Linked DNA regions of Mus musculus: regions 2, 3, 4, 5, 6 and 7 are each linked to region 1. The links are chromatin contacts, called in public Hi-C, HiCAR-type, HiChIP or PLAC-seq and promoter capture Hi-C maps. All regions are on one chromosome and are shown on one strand. Each heading gives the region's core, a stretch centred on a gene start, on an enhancer-like site or on the middle of the called end of the contact. The rest is flanking DNA. Distances are from core to core; before and after follow the strand shown.

Evidence for each region. Promoter capture Hi-C pulls out the DNA fragments that hold promoters and counts their contacts. Hi-C and Micro-C count contacts between places; a contact is called where the count stands out from the background. HiCAR-type assays count read pairs that join an accessible place to other places. HiChIP or PLAC-seq counts read pairs in DNA pulled down with a chosen protein or histone mark. Capture Hi-C pulls out chosen DNA fragments and counts their contacts.
Region 2: an H3K27ac HiChIP or PLAC-seq map of double positive thymocytes shows a contact between it and region 1, with 7 times the contacts expected there. The contact joins the promoter of Aptx here to the promoter of Dnajb5 in region 1. A contact is called at or near these places in 1 of 39 promoter capture datasets (pre-B cells) and 1 of 115 datasets of contacts at active chromatin or transcription factors (double positive thymocytes).
Region 3: a promoter capture Hi-C map of liver shows a contact between it and region 1, with 5 times the contacts expected there. The contact joins the promoter of Exosc3 here to the promoter of Dnajb5 in region 1. A contact is called at or near these places in 3 of 39 promoter capture datasets (liver and pre-B cells).
Region 4: a Hi-C map of B cells shows a contact between it and region 1, with 7 read pairs. The contact joins the promoter of Aco1 here to the promoter of Dnajb5 in region 1. A contact is called at or near these places in 1 of 39 promoter capture datasets (pre-B cells), 2 of 484 Hi-C or Micro-C datasets (B cells and CD4 T cells), 1 of 115 datasets of contacts at active chromatin or transcription factors (thymic regulatory T cells) and 1 of 9 other capture datasets (liver).
Region 5: a promoter capture Hi-C map of adipose tissue shows a contact between it and region 1, with 4 times the contacts expected there. The contact joins the promoter of Shb here to the promoter of Dnajb5 in region 1. A contact is called at or near these places in 1 of 484 Hi-C or Micro-C datasets (embryonic stem cells) and 2 of 9 other capture datasets (adipose tissue and liver).
Region 6: a contact with region 1 is called in a promoter capture Hi-C map of adipose tissue, with 2.7 times the contacts expected there. The contact joins the promoter of 1700055D18Rik here to the promoter of Dnajb5 in region 1. A contact is called at or near these places in 2 of 39 promoter capture datasets (liver and neutrophils), 1 of 484 Hi-C or Micro-C datasets (CD4 T cells) and 2 of 9 other capture datasets (adipose tissue and liver).
Region 7: a contact with region 1 is called in a HiCAR-type map of astrocytes, with 2.9 times the contacts expected there. The contact joins the promoter of Slc25a51 here to the promoter of Dnajb5 in region 1. A contact is called at or near these places in 3 of 484 Hi-C or Micro-C datasets (CD4 T cells, CD8 T cells and regulatory T cells) and 1 of 115 datasets of contacts at active chromatin or transcription factors (astrocytes).

What each region holds. Positions count from the first base shown.
Region 1 is chr4:42,947,610-42,951,496 of GRCm38.p6, forward strand. Dnajb5 (DnaJ heat shock protein family (Hsp40) member B5) reads left to right here and starts at 2,258. Exons shown (of 5, transcript NM_001355438.1): 1 at 2,258-2,395; 2 at 2,867-3,334. The coding sequence starts at 3,153.
Region 2 is chr4:40,700,973-40,704,561 of GRCm38.p6, forward strand. Aptx (aprataxin) reads right to left here and starts at 2,222. Exons shown (of 8, transcript NM_001025444.3): 1 at 2,165-2,222.
Region 3 is chr4:45,318,981-45,322,346 of GRCm38.p6, forward strand. It overlaps Exosc3 (exosome component 3), which reads right to left and starts at 1,636. Exons shown (of 4, transcript NM_025513.4): 1 at 1,291-1,636; 2 at 570-719. The coding sequence starts at 1,611.
Region 4 is chr4:40,140,765-40,144,566 of GRCm38.p6, forward strand. It overlaps Aco1 (aconitase 1), which reads left to right and starts at 2,501. Exons shown (of 21, transcript NM_007386.2): 1 at 2,501-2,777.
Region 5 is chr4:45,528,806-45,532,208 of GRCm38.p6, forward strand. Shb (src homology 2 domain-containing transforming protein B) reads right to left here and starts at 2,023. Exons shown (of 6, transcript NM_001033306.1): 1 at 757-2,023. The coding sequence starts at 1,455.
Region 6 is chr4:45,010,741-45,014,377 of GRCm38.p6, forward strand. It overlaps 1700055D18Rik (RIKEN cDNA 1700055D18 gene), which reads left to right and starts at 2,070. Exons shown (of 1, transcript NR_166789.1): 1 at 2,070-3,611. It overlaps Zbtb5 (zinc finger and BTB domain containing 5), which reads right to left and starts at 1,672. Exons shown (of 2, transcript NM_173399.3): 1 at 1,484-1,672.
Region 7 is chr4:45,406,967-45,410,775 of GRCm38.p6, forward strand. Slc25a51 (solute carrier family 25, member 51) reads right to left here and starts at 1,800. Exons shown (of 3, transcript NM_001009949.3): 1 at 1,729-1,800. Gm46852 (a long non-coding RNA gene) reads left to right here and starts at 2,424. Exons shown (of 3, transcript XR_001784277.2): 1 at 2,424-2,511.

The DNA.
Region 1 (3,887 bases), core at 1,008-3,507:
GTGTGGGTTGGCCAGTGCCCTGGAAAGGCCAATAGGCTAACTGGCTCCACACTCCCATTCTTACAGTCTATGCTGCCCTGTGTTCTCTGGGTCAGATGCCCTAGAAAGTAGGACAAATGGCAACAATAGTGCTCCAGGCAGACAGTGAAGTGTGGGTCACCACTCTGAGGACATAAACCTCCAGGCCCTGAAGTCCAGGCTGACAGTTTATCATCAGCTGAGCCAGGTAAAGGCTCATGGCTAAACCCTCCCTCTGTGCTGGCATGAGCAAGGCTGGGAGCAGCAAGAGACAGGCCTAGAATTAGGAAGAAACACAGCTAGGGCCCCTCACATCAGGAGGAAGGATACTGGTGGCCCCCAAATCCTTGGGGCCAGTACCATTCCTAGATTGCCTCTTCCCAGGATACCATGTCCACTCCCTGCCACTCCCTCATCGTGGCCTCATCCCTTCCTTCTCCCTCTGCCTCATCTGGTTTCTCTGTCCTGCCATTCTATTGCTCCTCCAGTCTCCCCCTGACCCATCTCCCCTTCCTCTCACCTGCCCAGTTGTCTTTGCCTCCCACCCGCATCTTACGGCCCCCTTATCCAGTTCCCATCCCATCTCCTTCAACCAGATACCTGTTCAGTCCTCATACTGCGGGCTCCACACCCCCTTCCTTGCCCCTCTGCCCAACTCCTCTTTTCACCCTAGCTCCTTTTTCTATTTTAAACTCAAATTCCTTTGCACTTGGGAGTTCATGTGGAACAATGGGAAAAGAAGGGTTGTTAAGAATATGCAGAACTTGCCCCCCACCCCCAAAGACCCAGTCCCCTTTCCTGCCCTATTCTGGGGCCTAGGTACTCCAAGCCTCAGTTTACAGTTCCAACTGCTCTTCATGGCCTCATAGATATCTAAATCCGGTCCTGAGAACTGGCGAAGAATAAGGTGAGAGAATTTTCTCAAGCCTTTGTCACCAAATCTCCCAAGAACCCCCTCCCCCTCTTCACCCCCAGATTACCCCCATCCACCCCCCCCCCCCGCTCCCTCCAGCACAGATGGGCCTGGGAGACAGTAACGTGGGCGCCAAGCTCGGTGTCTGCTGGAGCGGCGGCTTCCGCTGGCGACCGCCTCCGCAGGCCCGCCTGCTCCGAGTATCGGGGACACTGGGGCTGAGATTTAATGATTTACTAGGGGGCTGGGGGGCCAGAGATGACAGTGCATGAGGGTGCTAAGAAAGAGGATCATGAAAAGCTGAGGTAAAAGATTAAAGGGGGAACTATGAGCTATGAGATTGCAGACTATGGAAGCAGGGAATTGAATTAAGAATTAAGACAAAAGGCGGGAGATGGAGGGGGAAGTAAAAAGATACAGAACAGGGCAGAAATTTGGTGTGAGGGAAGACCAGGTATCACAGGGGGTAAGAAAAAGGACGGGGGGGGGGGGCGGGCAGCGAGGAGAAGATGGAAGGTTAGTTTATAACGAGGTTGAACTGGACACTGTGGACTCCAAGTGGCTGAGAAGCCACTGCTCCTAAGCGAGCCGCTGTGAAAGGACTGAAGATGGAGGGCATCTGGACAGAGACTCAGGAAGGTGTTACCAGTTACTAGCGCAGAGGATAATCACAGGGGCACTTAGAATCTCAGCTCTATCCGGCTCTGTTTTGTGTTACAGTTAAACCATGGCAGGTCAATCCCAGGTCAAGACAAGGGAAAGCTAAACCAGGCCAGGTCAAGTTGGATCACAATCTGATAGAAGACGAGTAAGAAGGGATGAGCTTTGGATACTGATCCAGAGCCTTTGCCTCTCCTTCGACTCGAAAGAATGCCTGGTGTCACCAACAACTGATGAGTGCAGCTTTCCTAATAGGTTGTCTTTGAGGTTGCACTCGTTCCAGAAGGTTCTCCCTGGACTCAGGCGGTGGCTAGAATGTCTCACCTTCTCATACTGGAGACTGGACTAATATAGTTGCCCACACTGGCTTGGGTCGAAATCACAGGGACCAGCCAATAAAATCAAAGGGCGCCTGGAGTTGCCTCCCTATGTTCTTTTCACCAATAACACGACGAGATGGAGAAGAGGTGTGGTTGATTGATCCCAGAGGGCACCAATCACACCCACACCAATCACTGCCCGGAATGTGTGCGCGTGTGGCCGGGTGACAGGGGCGGAGAAGAGGTGGCTATCACCCGGACGCTCGTTGAGAGGTATCCAATCACAGAAGAGTCTGAGCTGAGTGACGGATAGACCGGGCAATGGGAAGCGCGGAGGCGGAGCCGTGGGGGCGGGCTCCCGGTCCCGCTGTCTGCGGCCGGCGGGCAGGCGACTCCTGTCCCGAGTGGAGGCGGCGGAGCCGGAGCCGGGGGAGGGGGCAGCGGCTGATAGAAGGACCGCGGCGGCGCCCGCAGCTCCTCACCGGTGAGGGCGCTGAGCGAGGACTCGGGGGTCCCGGGAGTGGGGCGTCGAGAAGAGAGGTCCTGGTATGGGGGGTTGGGACACCGTGGGCCCATAGTCTCCTCTGTCGTAGGGGTGAGGGGCCTGGGAGCTCGGGGTCTGCCAGGTGCTGGGTATCTGCGACAAGGGTCGGGTTGGGTCGGGTCGGATTGGGTTGCGCCGGGCGGAGGCGTTTCTGAGCAGGCCAGCCAGCCAGCTGGGGTGACATCACCGACCCCCCTCCCCCGCGCGAACCCCCTTCCTTCCTCTCCCTGCCGCGCCTTTTGTCCGGGCCAGGCTCGGCTCTGCCCCGCCCCTCCCCGCCCATCTGCGGGGGAGGAGACTCCCCGTCAGTGACTTCATTGAGTAGGTTCTTGGGGATTGGGCTTGGGTCCTCCCCAGAGAGGCGAGAGGAGCTCACTGACTCTCAGGCCCTCACTATCACACCTGTCACAGGTACACACGCTGCCACTCAACAACTACACACTGTCACTGCCAGCCTCACTGTCACACAGCCGAACAGGCGCTCACATCATTCAGCCAGACACTGCTGCACCTGAGAGCAGGTGGCCACTGGATCCTCTCTCTGCACTCTACACCTGGGGACCGGGTCCAGCTCCCTGGGCACGATACAGGCCTTGCTGGGTCACGGCCTCTGGGAATCTGAGGAGGTGGCTTCCAGAGCTACAGCGTCCCAAGCAGGCTCCGGTGGAGCGATCAGAGGTGAGGGGCTTGGCTGGGCATGTTTAAGCGCACAGTGCTGTCCTGCCCACCCCCAGCAGCACCCCCACTGCAGGCTCGAGGAGCTTTCCGGAGCTTCCCACACTTCTGGGGAGAAGACTTCTTAGCCAGCTTGATGTTTAAAATTCAGCTGGAGCCCTTAAAACTTCGAGCGTGGACGCTGAATGGGTTTGTAAAGTTTCGGTAAGTCCCTCCTGAGAAGGGCGCTCATACCCATGCCAAGTCAGATTCTCCACATCAGCCATTCCCTGCATTGCCTCCTTCCTTCCTCCCTGTCATCCTCATCTCCCCCCGGTATGTGCATGAGTCCCCTTGACCTCACCTGTACTTTTGAATGAATTGTACCCCATGTCATTCATCTCTCTCTCAAACTCATGTTTCCACGAATATCTCCAATATTTCAGCTCTTAGGTTCTCCCTCCCAACCCATCAGTAACGTGTGGTCCACTTCAGCCTTTTCCTTTTGTCATCTCTCATCCCTGTCCGTCAGACCCTGTCTCCTCCCTGTACTTGATGGTCCCTCTTGCTATCTGTCCTCATTTTTTCTTTCATCCCTAGCTCTACCTTGACATACTCATTCTTCATCAAAGGCAGAGCCATGCCTTGGGGCTCCTTTGTCATCCTACCACGTGGCTTGTGGGGAGGGAGAGGGAAGGAGGGTGGAAAGAAGGAGGGAAAGGAGGCAGGTCCTGAGAGTTTGCCCTGTGTCTGTAGAGGCAAGAGAATTATGGGTCTA
Region 2 (3,589 bases), core at 972-3,471, 2.2 Mb before region 1:
GACAGTGCAGCTTCTGAGTAGGAAGAGAGAATCCAGTGAACAGATAGGAACATGGCAAGACGATGGAAACACACTCCCTTCTGCCACAAAGTTCTTAAGTTGTGATGCTCCGATGCACTGCTTCCTGTGGAGCTGATGCAGTTACTGCACAATGCTTACACAAAACCTTAAACAGCAGGTTGGCCCATTTGGGCCTCCAGACCCAATCTGTAGGAATTAATGACTGCAGAATACAAGAACATAGCTGGGTTTGTTTAAAGTAGAATGCCCCAAAACAGAAGTTCATTCTACCATTCCCTCTCCCTTCTGCAATGGCCCATTTGCTGACTACACCACTGGTTACTATGCCCTGATTAATTCTGGTTGGTTGGTTTTCCTTTTTCCAGACAGAGTTTCTTTGTGTAGCCTTGGTTGTCCTGGAACTATAGACAAGGCTGTCCTCATACTCAAGAGGTTCACCTGCCTCTGCCTCCCGCTGGGATTAAAGTCATGTACCACCAACACCACCCAGCTCTTTTTTCCCCTTCCCTTTTCTCCCTCTTGCTCCAATCCCGCTTGCTCCAGGGCCCACTCTCTCCGGCCCATAGGTTCTTTATTTGTTTCTCATTACAGATGAGCCACCATGTGGTTGCTAGGATTTGAACTCATGACCTCCAAAAGGTGCTCTTAACTGCTGAGCCATCTCACCAGACCCCACCTAGCTATTTTTGAGTCCTAGGTGTCTTAGTTAGGGTTTCCATTGCTATGAAGAGACACCATGACCAAGGCAACTCATATAAGGACAACATTTAATTAGGGCTGGCTTACAGGTTCAGAGGTTCAGTCCACTATTATCAAGGTGGGAACATGGCAGTGTTCAGGCAGACATAGGGCTGGAGGAGCTGAGAGTTCCACCTCTTGTTCTGAAGGCAGCTAGGAGAAGACTGGCTTCCATGCAACTAGGACAAGGGTCTTAAAGTCCACACCCACAGTGACACACCTACTCCAACAAGGCCACAGTTCCTATTAGTGCCACGCCCTGGGCCTAGCATATACAAACAATGACGTTAGGAAACCCAAATGACAGGGCAAGTGACATGAGGCCAGAAATCTATCTTGAAGCGCTGTTAGCACAAGAATTTTCTTCAACAATGGAAATGTAGTAAACCTTCAAGCCACACTGATAACTGAGCTTTTGAAGGGCCATTAACACAAGTAAGGAACTGAATTTCCAATTAAACTTAAAGTTGCATAAGCACAAGTGAGTGTGGACTAATGTCCAACACAGACTTGAACTTAAGACTCTCAGCTTCTAATTTCTCAGAGGAATTAGGCTAAGTATTTCACAGACTGGCTCCACTGGCCAACATCCTCACTCTTCCCTCCCCAGACATACATGCAGGCACCTTTACCTGCACATACCATCTTTCAAGAATGCAGCATGGCTCCTGGCTAATACAGGATATCCAGAAGTTTGAGGTTAGACTACCCTACATACTGTTACCCATCTTGAAGAAGAAAAAAAATTGTCCAAGCCCAGTGGCAAACGCCTGTATCCCATCACTGGGAGGTAGGGACAAGAGGATCAGAAATTTGAGGAGGCCAGCTGGGCTACAGGAGACCTCTAAAATTAAGTGGGGAGGAAGGGCCTCTTACGAAATCCCCAATATATGTCGATTTCTCAAAAGTAATTACCCAGCAATTCCAAATTGGTGTCATTTCAAAAACCCCTGCTTTGTTGAATCTCTGCATTGTAAAGAGAAAGACCTTACACTGCTTCCGGCATTCTTAAGGCCCGCTGGGGACACTGCTAGTGCACCTCGAGTTACTCTTGGAAGGCGTTTCTGGCAGAAACACTTTCCTGTCAGGCTGAACAGCCCCGCTGCATGGACTTTGTCCACTCTTATCTCTAAATCTTTTCATGCTGATCTGGCAGCCAACTAGGTACAGGAGCCGGGTGGGGATGGGGGGCGGGGAGGGTGGGAGGCCGGAACAATGCGGCGGAAACAAAACTCTGAAACACGCCCACCTGAGCAAGACCAAGGGGTGGAGCCTAATCCGCCCAGAAGAAAGAAACCTCGAACTCCACCCTCAAGGTCACCGCTCCGAGTTAGCAGCCCGGGCCAAATGCCCCTGCCCGCTTCTAACCCAGCAAACTACGAAGGCAGGCGGACCATTAACTTACCTCGACTGTGGACACCCACAAACTTCACGCTGCTCTACTGCGCCTCGCCGCTTCCGGTGCTGAGAGATGACGTCACAAACGGCTGCCTAGCAACCGGTGATGATTCCAGTATCTTTTCGAGAATTGGCTGGAACGTTTTCTCGCCCGATACCCAGGTAGAACAGTGGCGCTAGCCGCTAGTTGTCCCCCGTGAGGATAGCTCCTTTGCTCGCAGCCTCCCGGTTGTCTGAATCCGGAGAGATTTCAGACAGCAGTCTTCTGTGGCTCATCTACGCAGCCATGTCGCCTTTTAGCACTTCCTCCTCAGGAAGCTTGCTATAAGTTAAAGCCATCTTTGAAAGGGAAAGAACGAGGTTGGAGGTAGTGAGAGAAATTCGTTCTGTAGCCCAAATTGGTCTTGAACTCGCGAGAATCTCCTTAGATTCCCCCAGTGCTGGGATTGCAGATGTGAGCTACCAAACACAGCTTTGAAGCCATCGTTTAAACTACAGGCTGGAGTGCCTTACCACCCACGTTAAAATTACACTTTTCTTTCTCTCTATAAGGAGAAAAAAGACTGAAGAGAGAGACAGAGGAACCCTGCTAAGATTTTTTTTTTATGATGTCTTCTCTAAATGAACTGAGGGCAATCAGCAGGAGGTTGGGATGACATATGTGTACTGATTTTTATAGCAATTCCAGGACGTTCCCTGAAAGTCTTGTATTGTAAATCACTAAAGACTTCTTGGCAGATGAAAGAATTCCTATCTCGTGAGTAAAATCAGAGTGTAGAATCTGAAACGCAGTCGAAACTGAACCTTACGGAGGCCCCCTTTTTTGGGGGTGGGGGGGTTGTTTAGACAAGGTTTCACTGTGCCCTAGACTAATCACAAACTCAAGATCCCCTGCGTCTACCTCTGAAATACTGGGATGACAGGTCTTCGTCCCCACTCTCAGCTAAGAGCTCTTTTGTTTCTTGATCAAATGGGTTACTATTGTTTTCTTGAAAAAGCAGGCTCCACTGTCTGATGGAGATGACAAGACAGGATGGGAGGATGTCCCTGAGAGCAAGGGAAAGCCGTGCTTTTGTTGACAAAGAAGATGCGGGTGTATGTTAGGATCAGAGCAGGAAGGGAGGAGGAATCTCAAGCTGTACAAACCTCAAGGCTGAGAACGTGGTCCATAACTGCCTAAGACATCAAGGCAGATCTGGTGACCCGACAGTTTGCGTTTTCCCTCAGGATTAGGCCTCTTAGCCAAGACTTCTACGCAGTCTCCATTGTGTCTCGTACAGCTAAAAATTAAACTGGGTCATTTGTGCAGAATTGAGCAGAGTTTTCCTAGCCACTGTATTAGGTCTATTCCATTGTCTGCAGTGCACTGACCAGAAAAGCAAGGTTGTTTGGAACAATGCACGGTCAAGGGCGTGGCAGGCACTTAAGACAT
Region 3 (3,366 bases), core at 386-2,885, 2.4 Mb after region 1:
TTTAATGAGTTCATAAGATTGTTGCCCGCTCCTGTCAAAAGTGAGACAAAGGGGTTGGCATACAAAAGATAAGAGAAGGAACAAATAAGATTGAGTGACTAAAGACCCTTGAGAGTTGAAGAAAAAGCAGCAGAGAGGCCAGCACATTTCTGGCTCAGGTGTTCAGGAAGAACATGGCTAAACTACCCAGAAAGCCCAACCTGAAAACCTACAGAAACAAGATTACTCTTCTGTCAGCTCCAGCTCCAAGGATTTAGAGCCATGATGAACAGATAGCCAATAGTGCCCATGGCCCTTAGACTAGGGCCATTTTCCTCATGGGGTGGATTCAGACATGACAGGTAAGGAGGGGGATAGCAGATGTAACTCTTCAACCCGGTAGAAAAGAACCAAGGCTGCAAACATGACATACAGCAATACTTCTGGAGCCGCAGCGCCTGAGAAACTCTTATAAACTGTCTTGGAGAACTGGTTTATGCTTTGAAGACAATTCAAGTAGCCCTCTGGATAGTTAACTTTCTCGGGAGTGGATATTTTTTCTTGTTGAAACCAAAGACTCCCATTATTACCTGCACATTTGGTCTGTTTCTTTTAGTTGCCCCTTCAAATGCCAGGTAAGACAAAGACGCTGGCTCACTCCCTCCAACATCAACTTTGAATATATCTCCAGATTTAGCGATCACTATGCCAATCACGTGGTCCCCTTTCACAGGTACATACTAAAAGCAGAATGAAAGAACAGTCATAAATAATACAAATATCATTACAAAATATCTTCTGAAACTTTCATCTAGGTTGATCAGGGTGGGTCTCAACCTATCCAGCCAACTCATACTCCCCATGTAGCTGCAACTACAAAACCGGCCCGCACCAGTCCAACTTTATGAACGTCTAATTCACACTTGATCAAGTTTCAAGTTTTCTCAGCATCCTTTACAAGTCTGGTGGCACAAGAATCTTTACATTCAAGGAAACCCACTCCATTTGACATTATTCCTAAGTGAAAGCTCTTAATTATTCTATGGGAATTTTAATTCCCTGTGATTTATTTGGACTCATTGCAACTGGGACACCAAATGGCAACCCCGAGGCTTTGGGTTTTTCAAGACAAGATCTCACGGAACCTTTCTCTCCTGTCACCCTTCTCAGGATGTGTTCCTATTGTGGTTCCTCTAAAGAAGATGCAGAGAGGGGGCTAGAAGCCACCGCGGCTCTAGATTCGCCTTAACCTATGATCGCTTGCAGGGGGCCCACTTTCGCGGCAGCGCCGCCTCTCCGACATCCGCTCACCCGCTTCTGCTGCGAGTCCACCCAGTAAACGCCGCCGCCGCCTCCGCTGGGCTCCTTGTGACGCAGGCGGCCACACTTGGTGACCAGCAGACGGTCCCCGCAGCGTCGCAAACCTGGGCCACACACTACGCGCAGCCTCGGGCGCGCACCCGCATTCAGGCGTAACGGCTGCTCCCCGGCGCCGCCAAGGCCGTCTACGTCCTCGTGGTCCGGCAGCACCAGCTCCTCCCCGGGGAGAACCACCTGATTCAGCACCTTGTGCACGGCCCGTGCTCGGCAGCCCGCCACCGACTCCGGTCCCGCGGACAGTACTTCAGCCATGGCAGGCGTCACCATCGCAGCTTCCGGTATCTACTTCCGCTTCCGCTACCCGCCCACCAGGGTCATCTCTTTCCGGTGGTTGTGGGCTTTCTGAGTTGGACTTGAGCTTGGGAGATACTCGCTTCATCCCATGGGTGCTACTCCCTGCCCTGTGTCTGTAGCTTCACGGTACCTAATGTAACAATCTCCCACCTCCTCCCACACACATCACACCTTTTCACCTACTTGAGTTCATCTCTTCAGTGGCTTGGGAACATCGGTAACTCAGGAATTCTCCCAGCTACTTCTTTGGGAGCACACTAACAGCTATGTGAGAAACTGTTAAATCCAAAACCCACAATGTGCAAGAACTTAAGAACTTACAGTTTTCTGACTTTGGGGTTATCTGTGAAACCAGCGTTTCTCTGTCGGCATCTTCAATGAGTAATTGATTCAGTTCTCCAACAGCACTGAAGGCCTTGGCATTGACTGAGATCAGTTGCTTGATGCTTTGCTGCCAACTCGAGTTTATAGATTTTTTTTTTAGGGAAGGGGCATCACAATTCCTGCAAATTTGGTAAAATGCTGGCAAGCCATTTAATCCCTGGATATAAGGGACAACTGAAATACAAGTGCCCCAGCCAAGTTGTTAATTAGTGCTATTGAAAGACTGAGAGTAAGACTCCGAGGTAGGCAGATAAGGAGAGGAGCCACGGCTAGGTAACAGGTGATGAATTGTCAAGTTGGCTAACTTCTTCCTCAACCTCAACCTCCTAACTCAATACAAGCTTAGCAGCCTCAAAAAAAGGCTGTGTAGGCTTTTGTGTAGAGGGTAGGAGGGCATGTGCTTCCAGGTAGTCCTATAGAAACCAGAATTGTTAAACATGCAGATCTTTTTCTTCAATGGAAGAAATTGACAGCTATTCACTTGGAAGGCTGGAATGGAGGTTGTTGAATACCAGGTAATTTTACCATTCTGTGGAGCTAGCTCTCACCTGAATCCCCCTTTTCCTGAGCATTTCCAGTCCATAGACTCCATCCTTATAAGAGAGATCTCATGGATTTGAAAAAGAGTTTGCTATTATGATTATAAAAACCTTTCCTCCCTAGGCTCTTCTCCTGAGCATGTTTTCTCAGTCAACAGAACCCACTCTTGTGGAAGAGGTCATGGTGCTTTTCAAGAAAACATGCACTTTGCAAGGGAGTTTAGATATAACCGTGTCCTAAGCTTTGTGGTAATAGTTGTCACAAGAAAACCTTTTTTTTTTTCTTTTGAAAGTTTTACTGTTTAAATAAGTAATAAATAAATAAATAAAAATAAACTGGAGTCAGACTCCCGAAGTTTGTACCAGCCCGGCTAAGTCATGCTGAACCACGTTTACTTCTTACTTTCTGGGGATCCGCTGGCAGCAGAGCTTGCAGGGACCCCCACACTTTTAACTCTCACCTGCAACAACAGCAAGCCCCCTGCTGATGGGCCGGTTGAACAAGTTCAAGGCCTGCACAGGACACATTACACAACAGTTCTGGCCTAATTCACCATCAATTCTTTATTCAAATCGACCAACCCTACATTTGGGGGAGGGGGGGGGGAGAGACTCTTCAAAGACTTTAAAAACGCCAGTTCTCCAGAAAAGATTGGATTTGGGGTGCTGAATCCCCTATGTATTTTGAAAAGGGTCTTTTTCTTGGTGTCCAGTTTGTGGTTTTCTTCACTCCTCATAAAGAGCTTTCTTCAACAGCTGATTATGTCGTCTGCATTTGAGAGGTTTCTGC
Region 4 (3,802 bases), core at 1,251-3,750, 2.8 Mb before region 1:
TCAGCAAACTGCACTGGCTTTGGAAGACTCTGTTCTCCATAAAACAGAGATAGTAAATTCTAGATGAGTCTGCTCATTGGGAAGTTAGTTCTTCCTCCAGACTGGAGAAGAGAGTAACTCTCTACTGACTCGGGAAGAAAAACAAACTGTGATTGGTGCAATGTGGGGCTTGCTGTGATTGGTTCTTAAGTAAAGCTTGTCAGTTTGTTTATGCAGCACTTGTGATTGGTAAGGTAGAACTATGCACATGCAGGGGCTGTGGTTGGTGGAATTACAGTCCATACACAAGTATGTCATAGTCCCCTTCCGGCTATGTGAGAAGACTGTTTCCCCTAATTGTTTTTTTAATCTTCGAGACTTCTTCTGGGATTGCAATATTAGGCCTAGCACAACACCTAACAAATAATCTCTTTGTCTACAGTCTTAATCAAGCTAGGCAGGTTGTATGGAGGAAAATGCGACTTCCATATCTGATGGCACAGACAGCAGCACTGGCATTGGCAATGATGAGGTAGCTGAAGCATTCCAGAGTCATCAAGATCTAAGAGACCCCAACGGCCAAAGCTCAGAGCAACAACACAGAAGGCAGCTAAGAGTTCCCGAGCCCTTCAAGAGCTCTGAACTATAACACTAGGGAGTGGTTAAAGGGTTTCCAAAGAAAATGCAAGAAACTATGACTATATAGGAATAGCAAAAGTGTAAAGACAGGCAGGGGCTCTGAAGAACAAAAAGCAGAGACTGTAAAGCTTGGTCTCAGCCAAAGATCAGGAGTTATAACTCTACCTGCTGCAGAGCAGAAGGAAGCAAGAGCAATACACCTCTGCCCTGAGTACCTGGAATAACCAGCCTTAGGCTTGGACAGCTTGGAACTCAAATCCACCCTGTGATGAGTTCCTGGAACTCAGGGCCTTCAACACTAAGGGAGCAACCTAGAGCAGCAAAACCCATCGCTAGCCAAGTGCTTGACATACTAGTTACTAGTCATTCTCCCTATATGATGCTCGTTCGTGTTAACTCAATGTAGAAGCCTACACTGAATTTCCAAATGATCTGGGCAGCAAAACCTTACATCCTTTCATCTAGAGCTAATCAATCATGTTTCCAAATTCACATTGACTTGAGAGGCTAAACTGCTAAGCATGGACGGAACCCCCACTCAGTCTCACAGCTCAGACTTTAGATCGGTGGACAGCATGTGCTGTAATTAATGGGTTGCTGTAGGCTAAAACCAAGTTTTATATATAGAAAGTTTGCATTCTGTGTAAGCTACAGACATGTTGAAGTGTGCTCCTGATGTATACTTCCTGTGCTTTGAGCTAGTAATAACGGAGAAACTGCCTTTTATAAGAGCTGGGTGTGGTGGGACAGAACCTGCAGTCCCGGCACTTTAAAGGTAGATGTAGGGAGTCCAAGGTCTGGGGAGTTCCACCAAACAATGAGCTCTAAGCCTGCCTGGGGCCCATGAGTATCTGACTCAAAAATCAAACCAAAAACCCCAAACAACTAAACCCTCGGGAAGAAATCTAAAACAAAACAGTAGTTGGGGTAGGAATAGGAAGTGAAGGGCAAGGTGGAGGAGGTGGGGGACACTGGAAGAGGCACTCAGAAAACGTACTTACCACCCAGCATTTAAAAGAAAGGTGGCGTTTTGTGTGCCAACTTGACACAAATTAGTCATCAGAGAGGAAGGAGTCTCAGTTGAGAAAATGCCTCCATGAGATCCAGCTGTAAGGCATTTTCTCACCATTTTCTCAATGGGAGAGGGCCCAGCCCATGGTGAGTGGTCTCACCTAGGCTGGTAGTCCTGAGTTCTATGATAAAGCAGGCTGAGCAAGGCATGGAAGCAAGGCATTAAGCATCACCCCCACGGCCTCTGCATCAGTGCTTGCTTCCAGGTTCTAGCCCTGCTTGTGTTCCTGTCCTGACTTCCTCCAGTGAATTGGAAGTGTAAGCCAAATAAACCCCTTTCTCCTCAGCTTGCTTTTTGGTCATGGCGTTTCATCGCAGCAACAGAAATCCTAAGGCTCCCTACGTTAGTCAGGCAGTTACATGTCACACTCTGCCCCTCGTGAGGGACAGTCAGCCTTCTCCACGCTCCAAAAGAGGAAAAGCCTAGAAATCGGCTCTACACTTCCTGGGACTGAGCCACTAGCAAAGCTAGATGCAGCCTCGGGGCCCAGTTTCTCCCGCCTATGGGGAGGAGCCACGAAGATCAATAGCCTTCAGCTTCGGGCCTTCGGGCCTAGGAGGTACAGAGGGGTGGAGCAGGTCCTAGGCTCCGCCCCCGTCCGTGGCCACGAGTCTCTTGTTCTAGGGGTGGGACGGTGCCCAGCCCCTAAACCTGGCCATGTAGGGGCCTGGGACTCGTCCCTCGGTATGGTCTGCCTTCAGGCTCTGGAAAGAAGAGGTGTTCCCAAGCTCTGCCCCTTGGCCGCAACCTCAAGTCAGATCTGGGCCTTGGGGCGGAATAGGCCCTAGACTCCGCCCATCTGCCAAGATCGGAAGGTTCCGAAGGGAGGGCGCACCCGGACTAGACTGCAAGCTTCAGCCATCGCTTGCAGCTTCTAGAGGGAGGAGGTGCCCAGGCTCCGCCCCTCGGGGGGCGGAGTGAGGCCCGGGCCCCGCCCCTCTCCCGCAGCAGCTGGTTCCGGCCCGCTCTCCACCGGTCCCGCCTCGCTGCCGGAGCGTCCGGAGGACCGCTCAGTGGGAGGAGCGCGGAGTCGGCCTGGGACATTGCTAGCACCCGCCTGTGTGCTCCGGGAACTGCACTGTGAGCGGTGAGTACCACGCGGCCCCGGGGCGTCCGTGCAGGCCTTTCCCACGGGTGCAGACCCGAGGACACGGGGAGAGCTGCGGGGAGGCGGTGGAGCTGGCTCCTGGGGTGACCTCTCTACTCGCTCCCCAGCCTGCGTCGCTCTGGACTGGGAGTGGCTCTACTCGGCGCCCCGGGAGTTCTCGCCTTGGTGTGAGGGCCGCACCGCCGGGGTGTCATTGTGCCAGGCCCAGCCCACGGGATAGAAAGGAACGATTGTGCCCGGCAGATTGGAGTCCCCAGCACGGGGCGAAGGCAGGCGGGGTGAGGGTAAGAGCCCCCTCAGTGGAAGGGCATAGAGTCCAAGGTGATTGATTGAGAAACCCAAGGAGAACGGGACTGTACCACTCTGGCCAGCCCAGTGCACTAGAACCGCAGATCTCCCTGCAGCACGCATGACAGCCTCCCAGCAGAAGTTGCCGAACTTTTGCATTTAGGACCGGCAGCGCGCCTAAAGAACCTTTGTTATATAGATTGTACCTATTGATTTTTGCAGTGTATAAATACAGCGTATAGACACTTAATATACTTAATTCAGATAGACCGATTCTGTAGTTTCCAAAACACTGTTATTAAGAATGGCATTCTTTAACCTTCCTGCAAATCTCTGCTTAGAAGACACTCAGCCTGTTGCAGTATGACAGGTCATGTAGCTTCTGAAGACTTTTAAGTATATTGGTGAAAATGTAACATTGTATTGCTTAAAGAGTGGTTTTGACCGTCCAAACACCTGCGCCTGTGTTTCTCTGCAGCATACTTTAGAACCACCGAAGTAGCCAGTGCTTAGGAGGCATAGTTCACTGGGTTTGCCACTTTATTTATGGTTCTTCCATTCCGCACCGTGGAGGAGTTAACCTCTGATACCCAGGAGCACTCTGGACCTCACTTTCCAACGGAATACGAGATCCCCACAGTTGGTGGTGGCTTTGGGTGATGTTCATGTGTGCCTTGGTTGTTTCTGTGCCTGCTGAGTTGATGTGTGTAAACCTG
Region 5 (3,403 bases), core at 773-3,272, 2.6 Mb after region 1:
TAGAGGGGCCTGCCTGTAATTAACTCCCTTGTTATGAAGCAGGGAACAAGATGGCCTGATAGATTCGGCAGGGGATTGCCACAAAGGCTTCTCATTCCCGAGACGGTACTACAGGGATGGAATCAGGAAAGAGAATGAAGTGGGCAGAGAAGGGTCTCTTTTTAGCAGACTGCCTGCGGAGCTGGGGAGAGCGGGTGGGAAAGGCCAGATGGGTAAATTCTCTGGGAGGACGAACCTTAACACCGGAAAAGCCTGCATGGGGGTTCCCAATATCGCTCTAGTACAAAAGGCCGCTTGGCTTCGGAAACCTGGCACGCAGAGTGGGACGTTTAGAAGCATTTACACACATACAGATATTCTGGGACAGCCAATAAGGAAATCTACGACCCGGAGATTCCCTTTCCCATTCTAGACCTCAATTCCCATCTGCATCTGGGAGGGGGACCACTACAGGGACCCCGGGGTAAACGAGAGTAAATGCTCTTTTAGGCCAGCCGCTGCTAACTTTACTGGGGGAGCCGGAAGGGCTGGCTGGGTCTGTCTTCTGGGTAGTTAGACGGGGTGCTCTCGCTCTGGCTCTGGGATCCGCAAGGGTGCGTTTGGGGAGCAGGAACCAAAGAGTCGGAGTCTAATCACCATCTGGCAAAATGAGCGCTGTAGCCTAGACCCCAGGATGCCAGAGCAAAGTTGATGCAAGGGATGGGAAACGTGGCAGTGCCTCAGTTCCCCAAGCGCACCAATAGCTTTGGAGCTTACCTTATCTTTCTGACCAGCTCCGGTCTCCTCGGCGGAGCACTTGTTGAGCAGTTTTTTGCCTCCGCAGGTCGTCGGGCTCCAGGTACGGCCGCCAGAGCACACGCCTCCCGGAGGGTCCCCCGCAGCGCTCGCGCTCTCCACTTTGATGAGTCGGTGCTTAGGGGAGATGTAGCGCACCTCCGCCGGCGTCGTCGGCCGCCGCTCGCTGCTGCTGCGGTAGAGGTGCGGGGAGCCGGAGGATGAGGACGAGGACGCGGCGGCGCCCGCTCCCGCCGCCGCGCAGCAGCAGCCCGCAGCTCCCGCTGCCGCCGTGAAGGCGCGCTGGCCCCCGCCGGGGTCCCCGCCGCCGCCGCCGCCGCAGTAGTCCAGGCGGCACATAGCTCGCAGTTTGCGCAGCGACGAGCCCGGCCCGTTGTACGGGTCCTCGAAGTCGCGCTCCTTCTGCGCGCGGTAGGCGCGGATGAGGTCACTCGTGCTGCCGCTGTCGTCGGGCAGAGAGCCCGACGAGGCCGAGAAGCAGGCGGCGGCCGACCCACAGGACGCCGAGGACGCCGAGCAGGCCTGCGGCACGGCCTGCGGGGGCTGCTCTCGTCGCTCGCCCCGGCGCCGCTGCTCCCGGTAGTCCGGCCTCGGCGGCTGCGGCGGACTCTTAGTCTTGCTGTTGCCCAAGCTGAAGTACTTGTTCAGCCACTTGGCCATGGCGAAGGGCCGCCTAGGGCCGCGGCGCGCGAGCCCGGTCCGCCGCCGCGGCCATTCGGGGGACAACGCTGTCGCCCAGTCCCGCAACGCCCCTGCCCCGGTGGGGGGCGTGCGGGGCACCGGTCGCCAAGTTCAAGTTCTCGCAGCCGCCGCCTCCTGCCGGCCGCCGCCTGGCTCCGGCCGCTGCTGCACAGCCCTCCGCCCCTGCCGCGCGCCGACCGAGCTTTGGATCTCGCGCCCCGCACAGACGTGTCTCATAGGGACCCGGGCCGCCTAGAGCGGAAGGCCAGGCGCCCCCCGCCGCGCACGCCCGCACCCAGCGCCCCCACCCTCGCGGAGCGCGCCCCTGCCCCGTGCGAGCCGCGGCCAGCTGCGGGCTTCTCGAGTGCACGGGGGCGAGCCCGGCCCCACTGCGGGTCGGAAAACAAGCGAACGAATGAGGGAGGCGGCCGGCGCCTGGCGGAGCCCGCGCGCCCCTGCCCGTCCCGGCGGCGCCTGGCTCTGCCGCTGCCTCTGCTGCCGCCTCCCGAGCCGCCGCGTGTGTGACACTCGGCCGCCAGAACCCGCCCAGCGCCGCGGCCCCGCCCCTTCCCGCAGGCCCCACCCCTCCGCCAATGCCACGCCCCTCCTAGGCCACGCCCCCGCGTGCAGCCAGGAACCTCCTCACGACTGCACGAGCCACCTCCTGCGGCCGCCTGGGCGCCAGCTCCGGGGTCCTGCCCTAGGGCGCCCGCGTCCTGCGGCTTGGCAGGCCGTGCCTCCCTCCAGCAGGGACTGCGGCTCTTTGAAGCCAAAGCAGTCAGCACAGTCCCTGGGGGCCCACGCGCCGTGCACTCTAGGAATGGATGTCCACCATCGAGGTGGTAGGCAGGCTGGACTAACGCACGACCTCTAGTTGACCGAGAGGACCATGCAGAGGAGATGCCCTAAAATGAGAGAGTGGCTGTCCCTCTTCTCTTTAAAGGGACAGAGACTCCGGTTCAGCTTTTCCGGCGCCGGGTCTTCGGAAAAACTCTTTATGCTAATGAGTGTATTAGCAATCCAGATGACGGATCCGGACGGGATAGGCGGCTGGGACCAGGCGGGGCACCAATCCCTGAGCAAGGCTAAGGGGAGGTCGGACTGTTTGCTTACCTTTTCACCTTCTAGGAAGTGGGGCTTTAACCCTGTTCACTGCCAACCTAGTGGAACCAGCTATGTAAACATTTAACGCTTAAGGTTGCCGGAGCTGGCGAGACTCTATTTAATCCAGAGACAGTTTTCCAGATGGAGAAACTGAGGCCCCGAGGTAGATTATACATGGATGACTAGGATCTGGTGGCACTGTGATGATGTAACTTAAGACAATGGAGTTATTATCCAAACGTGAGGAAACCCAGGCCAAAGGGGGGTAGCTTTCTGAGTCTGCTCTCAGAGGGGGTAGCAGGAGCCTTGTCAAGAACAAAATACTGCCTGAAAATGAAATAAGATATCTGCCTTCTAGATGTTAGATATGTTTGGAAGTTCTATTTGGCCAGCCCCACCCCCCATCCCCCTTGAGTACCTCTGAGCTGAAACCGTCCTTCAGAATGGTGATTTGCCAAAATAACACACTGTGACCGTAATTTCACCTGTCACCTGTACATTATATATAGGTTGGACACACTGTTTTTCCTGTGTCCTGTAGGAACAGTAACCTATCGAAGTAGAGAGCAAATCCAGGATCTGCTAGTACTGGAGGTCAGACTCTCATCCTGAGACTTCGGGACCTGGTAAGGCACAATGTGACCTCTTCCAAACTCTCCCTGCGACCTACCAGACTCAGGCTCCAGCGACACCACACTAGAAAAAGGCAGACCCATGACTCCGAAGGCTCCAATCTATCTGCTCAGCCCCACGTAGTCAGACTACTTGCCTCTCTCGTTCCCTAAGACCACTTGAATTTCCCAAACCCCACTGCTACCTGAAC
Region 6 (3,637 bases), core at 820-3,319, 2.1 Mb after region 1:
TCAATTCAGCAGAATTCTGCTGGAAACACATCTAGAATAAAAAACGGCCAGCACCCCAGCAGACAAAAAAAAAGTTTTGTTTTCACCCAACTTTTAGGGAAGGGGGAAAAAAAAGCAAATCTTCCGAAAACAGACTTCTCACAAAGTCCTACTTCCATTTACTTAGCAAAACCCCAGTGCCCAGAATGAGCCCTCGATCTATTGACCTTACCTGGCGGGTCACCAAGGCTGCAGCAGAGGCCAGCTCTGTCTCTCCTCTTCCCAAGCTCGCTGAGATTTCCAGAAGGGTTAAAGTGGCCTTCCTTTAGCTTGCAAGCTTTTCTCTTAACACTCTCTTTTGCCCATCTCCTTTCCCCTACCCAGTAAGCCTTTAGCTTACTGCCAACCACGAGACTTTTCAGAAAATGAAAGCAAAAATCTCTAGCAAACTAACGAAGTGCCCGGTCCACTTTTTAAAACCATATAAAGTACACATGTCATACAAAGACAAATCACGAACGAGTAAGGCACAGTATTCCCTTCAATCTCTAAAAACCTAAATGTATGTAAATTCAACTCAGCAGTACAAGAACATATTTTGGAAATGTTTTTCTTTCAGTCCTTGAAAATTGCGAATTTTATTAATTTTAATTACCTAGACTCAGATCACGCTACTAAGGTAATCAAGAGTCTTTGACCCAAAAATTTTCCTCCAAAAATAAAAATAACCAAAATGTGGTTCCTACAGTGTTCGCCACGATGCTCGGACGCAGACTGACCATAGTAAGTGGCACTTTAGAAAAACAAAACAAAGCAGAAACCCTTAAACCGCTCCCTTATTTCTACTGTTGTTTATGTGCTAAGCAGTCGGTCCTCCAGGGGAAGATGGGACCGCTGTCTCTTACCACCGCACCCCACAGCTCCTCGCACGAAGCCTGGAAGAAGTGGCCATTCAATAAATGCCTACTAAACACTTTTGTCTAACAAGTTGGGGCATTCCCAAACGCTGACTCCACCCCTGTCGTCGGCCGCTGGCTCCCGAATCCAGACAGCTTATGGCCTTGCTCTGATGAAACGAAACCTCATCGCTCAGGAGGACCCAGGGCAGGATCAAGAGAGCCACTCGCCTCCATCCCGCAGGGCAGCCGCTCCTCGGCTCATCCCGCTAGGATGCAGATCCCGAGCGCGGGTTCCCACAGCATCCCGAGAGGCTCCATGTCCAGCAGCAGATCTGCAGGGCACTAGTCCCTGCCCACCCCGCACCGACAGCCGGGCGTCGGGACACAGGGGACGCCTGCGCACAAGAACTGAGCTACCACCCTCCTGGCCCCACCGAGGCGAAGGGTAACAATACCCCTCAGCAGTAAGACAGGGTGGACAGGCGGCCCCGGAACGGCTGCGCGCTCCCCGATGCCTCGGCGCGCTCCCGGTGCACAACCGCCTGCACGTGAGCGCGCCCCGCGCGCGCGCGCCCAGGCCACTCTAGCTGATAGGGTCGCCTCACCTGAGCCGGGCTCCGCCCCCCTTCTCCTCGCAGGAGGAGGCGGTGGCCCTCCTCCGCTCGGACCGACCCTGAGGAAGGAGGCGGGAAGGTCCAGACTGGCTTCCCCGGCTGTGACTTCCGCCCGCCCCGCCCCTCGCTCCCGGCTCCTTCAGCCCGTTCGCGCGGTTCTTTGAGGACCCGGCGGAGGCCTACAGTAAACGGATGTGAGGTACCCATGTCACCGCCTCCACAGGCCTCCAATGGCCAATCATCAGGAGGGCGGGGCCACAGTAGGAGTGACGTTCTGAAAATCTGACCAATCCGCCATCCCAGGACCCCGGCTGTGTTTACTACCACAGCATCCGTGAGCGCTCTGACCAATCACAATTTGCCTTACAGCCCGTAAAACTGTTCTCAAAGATCTTTGAAGGCGGGACTTATCACTTAGCAACACCAGGTTTGGCCTGTAGAAAAGCTATTTTATGTCACGCCCAATCAGAACTCAGCATGAATAAGGAAAGCTAGTGTTTTCCGTCTACTTGAGCCAATCGCAATGACTACTGCCAGCCCTGAGTCCCTCCATTGGCTCGCGCTGACTGTGACCTGGAGTCTGAAGGACAGGTGACTTCCTCTCGCTGTGAGCTGGAGATTACTTCTAACTTGTAGGTTTGAGAAAAGATGTAAACGGAACCCCAAGAAGCCGAGTGAGACGAATGGCGAGCTTCACAATGAGTAGGAAATGCCGTCGGTCTAATGGTGGTTGGGTGGATCGTCGCCCGCATCGCGTCTCAGTTGCCCAGACGTCCAGCATAGCAACGGGAGGGTCGGAACTCAGTCCGACGTGTGCCCACCAAGCCATCAACTCCAGAATCAAGTTTACAGTCGCCACCACCTTAAAACTTCAGGGCTCAGCCCTCTTATCAATGCCGCAAAAGAGTCTGCTGGACCGGGTGGGAAAGAGGAAGGCCCGGCTGCCGCCTTGGCCTCTTGCGGTATACCACCGAGCAGTAAAATCAAGATTATGTGTTCTAGATAGCTTTCCTGTTACTTTGATAAAACTGAACAAAGCAGTTTGGAAGAGGAAGTGTTTACTGGGCTTATCACCATGGTTTCGGAAAGTCCTGGGAAGAATTCAAACAAACCGTAGACTAAAGCTACCTCCTGGCTTGGGCTCAGCTGTCCTTGTGCTCAGTTCACGCCTGCGTGAGAATGGACAGGCCACAAGGGATGAGCCCTACTAAGTCAATTAATAAGCAAGCAATCCCTTTTCCCAAGTGAAGGATAGTATAAAATTCTTAGTTGGTTCACAAGCTAATAGGGTTTCCTAGGGCTTCATCCATCCTTAGTTTGCACCAGTTCCCAACCCCAATAAACCCATATAAAAACCACACAATCCAGTTATAAATATAAGCTATGTACCTAGACTGGACAGCTCTAGCACTGTGCTAACTTATTCCCCAGCTGCGAGACCCTTTGCTATTTGCAGTTTCTCCTGGCCACGTGGTTCTGCTCCTCCTCTTCTTCAGTCCTCTCCCCTTCCCTTCTCCTCTCTACCTGTCCCTACTCTCCAAGACCTCCCACCTCTCCCCTCCCCTGCCCAATTACAGGCCTCAGCCTTTATTGACCAGTTAAAATGGGGAAGAGGATGCCCTCAATACCCTCCCCTTTCCCTCATCCCAGTTTCCTTTCCAGATTAACCCTTTAGCTCCTGACATTCTCTCCCTTTTCTACCATCCACTCCCACTACAAAATGTTTTTTAAGAGAGCATACAGAGCCGAATACAGTAGAATAATAATTACACAAAAATAGAACCTGGTGTGGTAGCTCACACATTTTATCCCAGTACTGGGAGGCAGAAGCAGATGGACCACTATGAGTTTGAGTTTGAGACCAGCCTGGTCTACACAATGTGTTACAGACCAAGCAGGATTATATAGTAAGACCCTGTTAAAGAAGAAAAAGTGCATATGCACAGAGATAAACCCAAGAGATGAAACAGAATGTTAGCAATGGCTCTCTTAAAGGGATGTGAGATTATGGGTTACTACAATTTTATTATCCATAGTTTCTGTGTTTTATACTAGTATACATCCAATATGTGTTATTTTGGTAATTGTTTTAATGATTTAATAAATGTCATGAAAATGAGAACACTTATATGTTTAACAAGATTT
Region 7 (3,809 bases), core at 550-3,049, 2.5 Mb after region 1:
GATGTGTAGACAGGCTGGCCTTGAACTCAAGAGAACCACCTGCCTCTGCCCCCTAGAGTGCTGGGACTAAAGGTGTGCACCACTATGCTTAGCTAAAATGTAATGTTTTGCAAACCTCCCAGATGTCAGACTTAAAGCATTCCTGTCAGCTGCACCCTGCCTACCAGGGTGGTGTGACTAGCGTCTTTTTTTTTTTTTTTTTTTTGGGTTATGAGCTTAACAGCTTTAACAGCTGAGCCATCTCTGCAGCCTGTAACAAGTTTCTTAATGCAGCAACAAGAAGGAAAAACAGTGTGCAGTGTTCTGATAAGAGTTTAGAAGGCTCATCAAGTAAGGAGCTAACTGCCAATCAGCTCAATCGAGAGGTGGGAGAAAAATTCTGGAAAGTTGTCCTCTGACCTCCATTCAAGCGCCTTGGCACATTAGAGCCCCCCAACCTCCCTCCCCAAATATATATATATAAACTTTAAAACATGGCATGTTTTATAACAACACTCAGATCACTAACTTAACTCTGATAAACTGGTTCCTATTTAAATACTTCCAAATGATAATCTTTTGCAACTTACTATAAAATGTATTTACTACGACTGCTCTAGTTTGCTGTAAGGCACCGAACCTAACACAAGGGAGCAAAATCCACTTTGATCCAATAAGGGTCAAACTTCTGTGATGTAAGCACAGTGTAAATTCTAAATACTCAATGTAACTTTCAGCCCACAGGGATATGCAAAAGCCAGATATGACCTTAGTACAAAGGTCTTTGACCAAAAACAGGGCAAAGGGTGACTGTAATTCTTAAAAGACGTGAATTCCCACTAGTCAGCAGGTCTGAGTCAGCATACAAAACCAGGGTCAGGCAGGGTTCAAGTGCTAGTTACAGCAGGATTTTACCACTGCAAATGCAAAGCAACAGCTGTGACAAAAAAACCCATTATCTTAGCTTCTATCTGACAAAGGAGACTAGAGTCAATTCTTGTCAGAAGTGTCATGTCGCCCTAAGAAACGCTAAGGGTGACGACTCTGGTTTCTCATGTGCCCTGGATCCGAGTCTTCAAATCCTTTCAAAGCAAAGGCGCCGGAGATCCATTTTGGTACGGTAACTCCACACACAATTCATTCTGCTCAATAGACAACAGGTAAAAACTGACAACCAGAAGGTGGGCACTAGGACCAGCTGGGCAGCCTGTAGGGGCCAAGACAAAGGTTAAGCTAAAAGTCGTAAACATGGCCGAGGCGCTGCCATCCTCTACCTAAGCTAGCTACAACAATCCGCACAGAAGGGAACAATTGACGCCCGCCCACCCACCCGCCCGCCTTAGACTCTTTCCTGCGTGATGAAACATGGTGCCTCGGAACGAGCATTCTCCAGGCTTCCATCTGCCCACTCGGGGAGGACGGAGAGGCGCTGGGCGGAATGGCCAGCACCACCGGATACCACGGGCCGCCGCGATCCCGCGGGTGGCAGACAAAGGGAACCACGGGCCACCGCGATCCCCCGGGGCCTGCATCTCCCGAGCTGTGGGCGCCTCCCTGCCGGAGCGCGCCGCAGCACCACAGGGCCCTCGGCCGGAGCCGGGCCGCAGCTGCCGGGACCCGGACGCGTGGAGAGCGCAGGACCTGGAGCTCGGCAGCCCGCGACCCTGCTTCAAGCCTCCCTTCTCTCTGGCCCGAAGCTAGGGCAGCACAGCGGCCTCCGCTCCCCACCGCACCCCACCCAGGACTCACCCACGGCCCGGGGCGCAAGCCCGCAGGACGGCTGGCGAGCGAGCCCGCGCCCGCGCAGGCGCAGACTGGTCCGACCCAGGCAGGGGCGGGGCGGGGCGGGGCGGGACGTCGTCGAGCCACGTGACCAGGGCCCTGCCTCGCTCAGGGTCTGGGTAGCGCTATAGCTGCCTTGTACTGCGTCCGGTCCGGTACTGACTCTTGTCGCACCTTTTGCCAGGCTGTGGGGGTGCCGCTAGTCTCCCCGCCCCCCTGACTTAAGCTGAAGTTATACGGTGGCCTCGTTGTTCCACAAAACAGCAAGCGCGTCATTTAGCGTGTAGTCTGTTGAGATCCAGGGCTGTAGATAGCGCGTGCGTGGAGGCGCGAAAGCTTCTGATGAGGCGATCTCAAAGCTTGGTGGAGAGCTCTTTGTCACCGCACTTCACAGGACACCTGAGTTGTACATGAGGTCATACAGCTAGCCTCTTTTTCCTTAGATGCACACACAGTTTGTGGAGTCTTGGAAGGAGAACCCTGCTGTGAGTTAGGAGAGCCGGGTCAGAATTATAGCCGTGACATCCCTTGAGTGACTTTTGGCAAGTTATTCGTCTCTTCCATGAGTGGGTTCCTCCATGTTGTGACATTTGAACAATGGTTCTGATTTGCAGAACCACAGGCGATAAATGTCAGTGGACAGAAAGGACAAAGTCAGCCTTCGTGGGCAGGCTCTTCAGCAGACTCCTGAATGTGCGACCAGCTTGCCTCTTAGGACTGGGATTATCTCACCATTACACACCGTTCCAGGTGGGTGACCCAGCCTGCTTAGTGTTTACAGGTTTCTGAAGCTGTCGGAAACCACGCCTCCTAGGCCACGCCTTCTAGCGTCAGCAAACGGGAGTGTCAATCTTGGTATTTCAAAGCCTCCTTTAAGGAAGTTTGCCTAGAGATCCAGTCAATGAGTTCCTAAGAGGAAAAAAAATTACAAAACATTTCTTTTTTAAAAGAAAATAGATTTATTCTACTGTTAGCACATGTGTATAAGTACCCAGAGAGGCCAGAATAGGGCTTCAGATTTCTTGATCCTGGAATTATTAAAGGCTGTGAACTGTCCCATGTGGGTGCCAGACTCAAGAAGAGTATATGTTCTTTTCTTTTTCTTTTTCTTTTTCTTTTTCTTTTTTTTTCCAGAGCTGAGGACCGAACCCAGGGCCTTGTGCTTGCTAGGCAAGCGCTCTACCACTGAGCTAAGTCCCCAGCCCCTTTTTTTGTTTGTTTGTTTGTTTGGTTTGGTTATTTTCGAGACAGAGTTTCTCTGTATAGCCCTGGCTGTCCTGGAACTCACTCTGTAGACCAGGCTGGCCTCGAACTCAGAAATCCACCTGCCTCTGCCTCCCGAGTGCTGAGATTAAAGGTGTGCGCCACCAACGGCCCGGCACAGTGTATGTTCTTAACTGAGTGACCAAGCAACCTCTCCAGCACCCAACCCTCAAGTCTTAAAATAAGTTCCTGATTTTGGGTTGGGCCACACTGCTAGTGTCCTCTGCCACACGTACAGTCATGGCTCCCTGAGGAGGTGCCAGCTGTGCAGCAGGTACCTCCAAGGGAGGTCAGAGTCTGATGGACCCAAAGCCTACAAAAGCAGAAGTATGAGAGGCTTTCCCCTTGAGAAGGTGTGGGAACAAAAAAACGGGGCCCGGGGGAAGTGGGAAAAGGGAAAAAAGGCCCACACCCCGCCAGAGTTTCCCTATCCTATGACCACCGGGGTTCAGACCTCAGCTCGACTGGAGACCAGCCTGTCTGTGCAGAGCCCAGTGCCCCACAATAAGGAACCAGGGACAGATTCATGGGGTAAGAGGTGTTTGAACTGGGCCTCAGGGTGATCTGATGGAATATGGGCCAGAGAAGGAAGTCACCTCAACAGTGGGAGGGAATAAGACAGTAAATGCCAGATAGTGGGCCTGTTAGTGCAAACCTCCCTCCCCTGTCATAAGCACAAGGGACAGGTTTTTGGATCTCATGGTTTAGAACAACCAGGCAACAATTGGGGAAAGGGCATTTACCTCAAAATTATGTTTGCCTTGGCTTCTGTGAATTTCTATTCA